2 separate regions of the Sus scrofa genome follow, and region 2 is linked to region 1. Evidence: chromatin contacts called from public Hi-C data. All regions are on one chromosome and are shown on one strand. Each heading gives the region's core, a stretch centred on a gene start, on an enhancer-like site or on the middle of the called end of the contact. The rest is flanking DNA. Distances are from core to core; before and after follow the strand shown. Region 1 overlaps ETV6 (transcription factor ETV6). Region 2 holds the start of ETV6 (transcription factor ETV6).

What was found. Hi-C and Micro-C count contacts between places; a contact is called where the count stands out from the background.
Region 2: a Hi-C map of skeletal muscle shows a contact between it and region 1, with 5 times the contacts expected there. The contact joins the promoter of ETV6 here to the enhancer-like site in region 1. A contact is called at or near these places in 1 of 5 promoter capture datasets (liver), 10 of 47 Hi-C or Micro-C datasets (alveolar macrophages, embryonic fibroblasts, fibroblasts and 7 more) and 2 of 2 datasets of contacts at active chromatin or transcription factors (alveolar macrophages and skeletal muscle).

Annotation. Positions count from the first base shown.
Region 1 is chr5:60,551,781-60,554,592 of Sscrofa11.1, reverse strand. All of the region lies in intron 4 of ETV6 (transcription factor ETV6), which reads left to right. Among named protein-coding and RNA genes, the nearest start is that of BCL2L14, 200 kb to the right of the region's middle. Within about 2 kb of position 1,317, at least 26 of the 83 cell types and tissues checked have an H3K27ac peak or open chromatin away from gene starts, as enhancers often do. A contact at or near this core is called in alveolar macrophages, liver, mesenteric adipose tissue and 4 more, where this site is marked.
Region 2 is chr5:60,775,269-60,778,092 of Sscrofa11.1, reverse strand. ETV6 (transcription factor ETV6) reads left to right here and starts at 1,301. Exons shown (of 8, transcript XM_005652587.3): 1 at 1,301-1,528. The coding sequence starts at 1,496.

The DNA.
Region 1 (2,812 bases), core at 68-2,567:
AACTAGCATCCATGAGGTTGCGGGTTCGATCACTGGCCTCGATCAGTGGGTTAAGGATCTGACGTTGCCGTGAGCTGTGGTGTAGACCAGCAGCCACAGTTCCAATTTGACCCCTAGCCTAGGAACCTCCATATGCTGCAGGTGCGGACCTAAAAAGCAAAAAAAAAAAAAAAAAGCCTCGAGCCTTTCATTTTCGTATAGGTCTTTATATCATGCATTGTTCCTACTAAACTGTCTGGGAAATGGTCTCTTTGGTGTTGCGGGGGCATATGGATCACTGAGGATGATGAGTGAGAATTACCTGCTCCCCCCCCACCACTTTCATCTCCCTAACTTCTCTTATCATCATCCATGGGCTTAGAGAAAGCATGAATGGGGAAATGTGATCCTGGGGTGTGAGAGAAACTTGATCTTAGCCTGTGCTCTGCCCTGGAAATTTCCTAGTCAAACCCCAAGACTTTAACCAAAGGCAGAGTTTTGTTTTTTAGGGTCTACTAGTTAATCATTATATATTGTGATTAAATTGGGTCCAAAAAAAAAATTTTTTTTTTGCTTTTGACTATTTAGGGCTGCACCTGTGGCAAAGAGAAGTTCTCAGGTTAGGAGTGGAATCAGAGCTGCAGCTGCCGGCCTACACCCCAGCCACAGCAACGCAGGATCTGAGCCACATCTGTGACCTACACCATAGCTCATGGCAACACCAGATCTCCGACCCACTGAGCAAGGCCAGGGATCGAACCCACATCCTCATGGATACTAGTCGGATATGTCTGCTCCGCCACAACGGGAGCTCCAATTGGGTCAAATGTGGGTGAATTTTGGAGACACTTTTCTAATGAGAAAAGAAGCTGAGAAAAGAAATCAGCCCTTTTTTGTGACCATCACATTCACAGTCCTAATTTGTGGGGGACTCTTTGGTAGTGAGAAGAAGGGCTGGTTTGTATCTAGAAGAGGTCTACAGAGAGAAGGGTTTGGGATCAGAAAGTACTTTCAGAATGAGGTCCCAACCAGACCTGGGTCTTCCCACTGACCGATTACTTGCGGCTTTTCCTCTCTCTTCCTTGTGTGTTTCTCTCCCATATCAAGACCTTCAGACCAAGGGCAATGTGGATTATTTCCCAGTTTTCCAGCTGGGCCGTTCACCAAGAACAAACCCAGACATCAAGGCCAGACCGAAAAAAAAAAAAAAAACTTCTTGTTTTAGACAGAAGACTCCTACATCTGGGGGATTTAATGCACCCACTGTCCTCTCAGTGCACTTCCTGTGTCCGGAGCTTCTCTGCCTGCCGCCTCTGGTCTCATAAGTTTCCATACCCCGCTGCCAACTTATAATAACAGAGGCAGCAGGGCAGCAACGTCAGAATCCACTCCAAACGTGGGCACGTGCTTTGCAACCTGAAACAAAGCTTGGAAGGGCTCAAGGCAGACCTTTCGGCCTTGACAGTGGTTGTGCCCAGACCACCAGGAGCCTGGAATTAAATACCCTTAGATCCAGTTCTCTGCCATTAATGTTATCAGCTTCATCAAGTACTTCCTCTTTCAGTGGTGTCTGCCGAGAAATAAATAAATCAAGCTCCTCCGAGTCCTGTTCCTGCCCAGATCCTGAGTCAGAAGTAAGATCTGAGCTGGATTGTCCAGAGCACTATCTCCCTCCGTCATTGTTCCCAAAATCTAGGCAGGAACAGAGAGTGAAATTTCTCCAGGACATTACATCAGTTCCTCTTTTCCCCTTAGCATGAAAGTTCTTCCTCTCGCAGCCCTCCCCGACTTCCTAAGGCTTGTCCTGAGTGCACACCCATCCACTGAGCCTTGAAACCCAGGACATCAAAGAAAGCCTGCAGGTAACCAGACGACTGGCCACCGCCTGTGTCCGTTTGGAAATTTGTAAGACAGGAAATGGATTCGGGAAATGGGATTTTGAAATACATCGTCTTCATCATCCTTGAGTGTTTTTAAACCTGAATAAGTTTAATGAAAGGGAGACGTTCTGTAAATGGCATTTAGAAGAAAATATATGAAACTTCAAAATGCAGCTGTCTTAAATATGGCTTCCCGTGATCATATTCGGTGACAAATGAGACGTGAACCATGGACAAAAGATAAATTCATTTTTGTGGAGGGCAGAATTGATCCATATTAGCTCTGAAAAGAAAACGTGCCTCATCCCTGAGAGATCACAGATCATGTCTATCATACTAATTATCGCAGCTATTAAATAAGTTAATTCCACGGGCCCAATCGGTACCCTGTAAGTATTTACTTGCACTGAGGTTAAAGTGAGGAAGTTGGTACTTGTCATCCCAACCTGTATCTTGCAAGGTTGAGTACTTTAAATCCCTTTATAAAATTATAATCAGAGATCCTTCACATCTCCTGAAAACGAATAGCACCTCAGTATCATCAGCTATTTTATGAATGTGCACATTTTTCCAACAGTCTCATAAGAGTTTTTATAGTTGATTTGAATCACAACCCAAGCAAGTCTGTCTGTACTTTGCAGATGGTTTGATGTGTCTCTTAAGTCTTTCTTTTTTCTTTTTAGGGCCGCACCCTCAGCACATGGAAGTTCACAGGCTAGGTAGCAATCAGAGCTGCAGCTGCCAGCCTACACCACAGCCACAGCAATGCCAGATCCTTAACCCACTGAGCAGGGCCAGGGATCAAACCCACATCCTCATGGTTACTAGTCAGGTTAGTTTCCACTGAGTCACAGTGGGAACTCCTCTTAAGTATTTTTTAATCTATATATAGGTCTCCATTTCTATCTTTCTAGTGCGTATGCTTGCACACTCTCTCTCTCTTTGCTAGCTGT
Region 2 (2,824 bases), core at 52-2,551, 220 kb before region 1:
CTCAGCCCGACTGGCTCGAAACCTCCTCTAAGTGTTTTTGTTGTTTCTTTTTTTTCCACCAAATATTCCTCCCCCGGCAGGATCCCGGGGGCATCCTATCCGCCAATGACGGTTTCAGAGCTGTGGTCCCGGGGAGGAGTATTATCTCCAGGCACGCGTCCTGTCAACTCAGTAGTCGAGTCACCTATTTCGGTTGGTAGCGGCCGCTATTTCTTTAAAAGGACAGCGGATTTCGAAACCCGGAGGAAGGGGGGGGGGGTGTCAGGAAAAGGAACTCAACTGCCTTTGATAACTGCCCGGCAGCCTTCCCTTCTCCACAACGCATGCGGGGCTGGGGCAGCGCCCGCGGCGGCCGCATCCCCGGCAAGCGCGCCTCCCCTTTTCGGGGCGCCCACCTTCGCGGGGATTCCCCGGCCCACGGGGCTCGGCGTCTGCGGGCGGCCTCCCGGCTTTGTCTCCAGCGTCGCGCTCCGGCGCTCGCTCGCTAGCCCCTTTTCCCCGGTGCGGGCTGTAACCCGATCTCCCATTTCCTGGTGGATTCTCTTAAAGAGGCCGCGGTCGAGAAGCAGAACAAAGGCTATTGTTTTATTTCCTCCTTCGGATTCCGCGTCCTTACCGGAATGCCCTTTCCTATATAATTATTTTCATTGCGTCTCCGCTCGGCGGGGAAAAAATACAAAAAAACCCTTGTGCCTTCCAAAGTATCCGAGAGACGGAGCTCGGGGAGGGGGGGCGCTTAATAAAACCTGTTTTGAGGTTTCTGGGGCCCCGATGGAACCTTTCTTGGCGTGTCTTCCACGAGCCTGGCGCGGCCCGGCCCAGCCTGGGAAGCCCAGCGCTGGCCGGAGGGGGCTGCGCCGCCCGCCTCGTTAGCCACCGCGGCCTCACGCGGCCCCGCTCCCCCGGGATCCTCCGCCCGCGCCCCCGCCGCTGCCGCCGCCCCTCCCCCAGCGCGGCTTTTATTTCCCCGATGCCGGCCTGTAACCCGAGCTTTTATTTCCTGGTGGCTCCTTTAAGAGGCAGAGCTCAGTGCTGGGAATTCACGTCAGTTTCTGCACTGAAACTCTCAAGATCAATGAGCAAAGAGCTTTCTCAGTTCTGCCTTTCAGTTTCTCTCTTCCAGGAAGGAAAACATTCGAGAGAACTAGCGAGGGAGAGCGGCGGGAGGGCGGGGGGCGGGGGCGCCGGCCCGGGTGGGAGGAGAGAGCGGGAGGCCGGCCGGGCTGCGCCCCGGGTCGCCGTGCCGCGCCGCGACCTGCAGACCCCGCCGCCGCGCCGCCCGGCTCCCACGCCCCCGCCGCCCCGCGCGGCGACTCCGCCGGCGCCCCGCCCCGCCCCGCGCGCTCGCGGCCCCCCGGGGCGGCCGCCGGGAGAGATGCTGCAAGAAACTTCTTAAATGACCGCGTCCGGCTGGCCGTGGAGCGTTTCTGGGTTGGGGAGAGGAAAGGAAAGTGGAAAAAAACTGAGAACTTCCTGATCTCTCTCGCTGTGAGACATGTCTGAGACTCCTGCTCAGTGTAGCATTAAGGTAAAGATCTTCTCCCCCTCCCTCTCCGGGGTGGAAAACCTTGAGCTGCACTGGCCCGGCCAGTCCTGCTGGGCTCTCCAGTTCCGAGGGGGCTGCTGCAGTCGCTCTGTTCGCAGGAAATTATTTGGGGCGCCGGGGAAGGAGATGCAGCTCGCGGCGGCTGCCGTACCCTTTAGCGTAACCTTGCTACTCCCCCCTCCCGCCGAGCCCCCTGCCGGCTCCTGCGCCCCCACCCCACCCCCTTTCTTTTTGACGGTGAAATGCCCGTCACCATCGGTCAGGAGGATCCCGAGTGGTGTCTAGGACCGTAAAACAGCCCCGTAATTAGTGCTCTTTTTAAAAAACCTGCTCCCTGCTCCTACTCCCAACATGTGACCAAAATGTAACTTTTGTTCCCGAGGGGTGGTCTCCTTAGAAAAAAAAGTTCTCCAGCCCCATTGGGGTTGGAATCATTTCTTTAAAAAAAAAAAAAAGAAAGAAAGAAAGAAAGAAAGGCTCCCGGAGTCTGATCAGACAGATTCCTCCCCCCACCCCCAACCCCGATTGTAATTGCAAGCGCTTGTGGAAGAGACAGTCGTGGTGTCAGCTTTTCCTGGGCATTGCACAATGAATTTCTTTCTTTTTGTTTGTTTGTTTGTTTCTTTTTTTAAACCAAGGTGAATAAAGTTGCTGAATGGTTGTTTTACTCGGATGCATCTGAAAGTTGAGCAATCCCAAAGTAAAAAACTCCTGCGATGCAGGGAGAGAGAATTATTTAAGTGACCAGGAAAAATGACCTTCCCGGTTTGACAGTGCAGAGAGGATATCTAAGCGTAGAAATCTCCCGGCTTTCTGGCCATGGTTTGCAGTATTGTAAGTGCAGGAGGGTGGAGGATGTTTGCAAACACAGTACTTAGCTTCCAAGTGGTTGTATTTGTGCATTTATATATGTGTATGTGTGTGTCTGTAAAGGCTAGTGGTGCTGCGGTTTGTTGCTTCTAAAAAGTTGCCGTAAAGTTTGCCACCGTGAGGAGGCAGAATGATTTATCCATCTCCCCCAGTTATTTTTGCCATTGCTGCTTTTGTTGTACACTTTCATTTCACTGTCCCATGTACCCAGATGGAAAAGCCTTGCTGCTTCTGTGAGAGGCTGAAGCTGCTGAAGTTTGTTTGTTTATGGCTTGGCCCATTTAAGATGCATTTATTGAGTGGACCCTGCAGCAACAAGGAACAAATAACTGGTTTTCTTCATTGGTGGGGAATTCGAGAAACCTGTACTGTTTTAACATTGCTTTTCTGCAGAATCTGTTTAGCGGG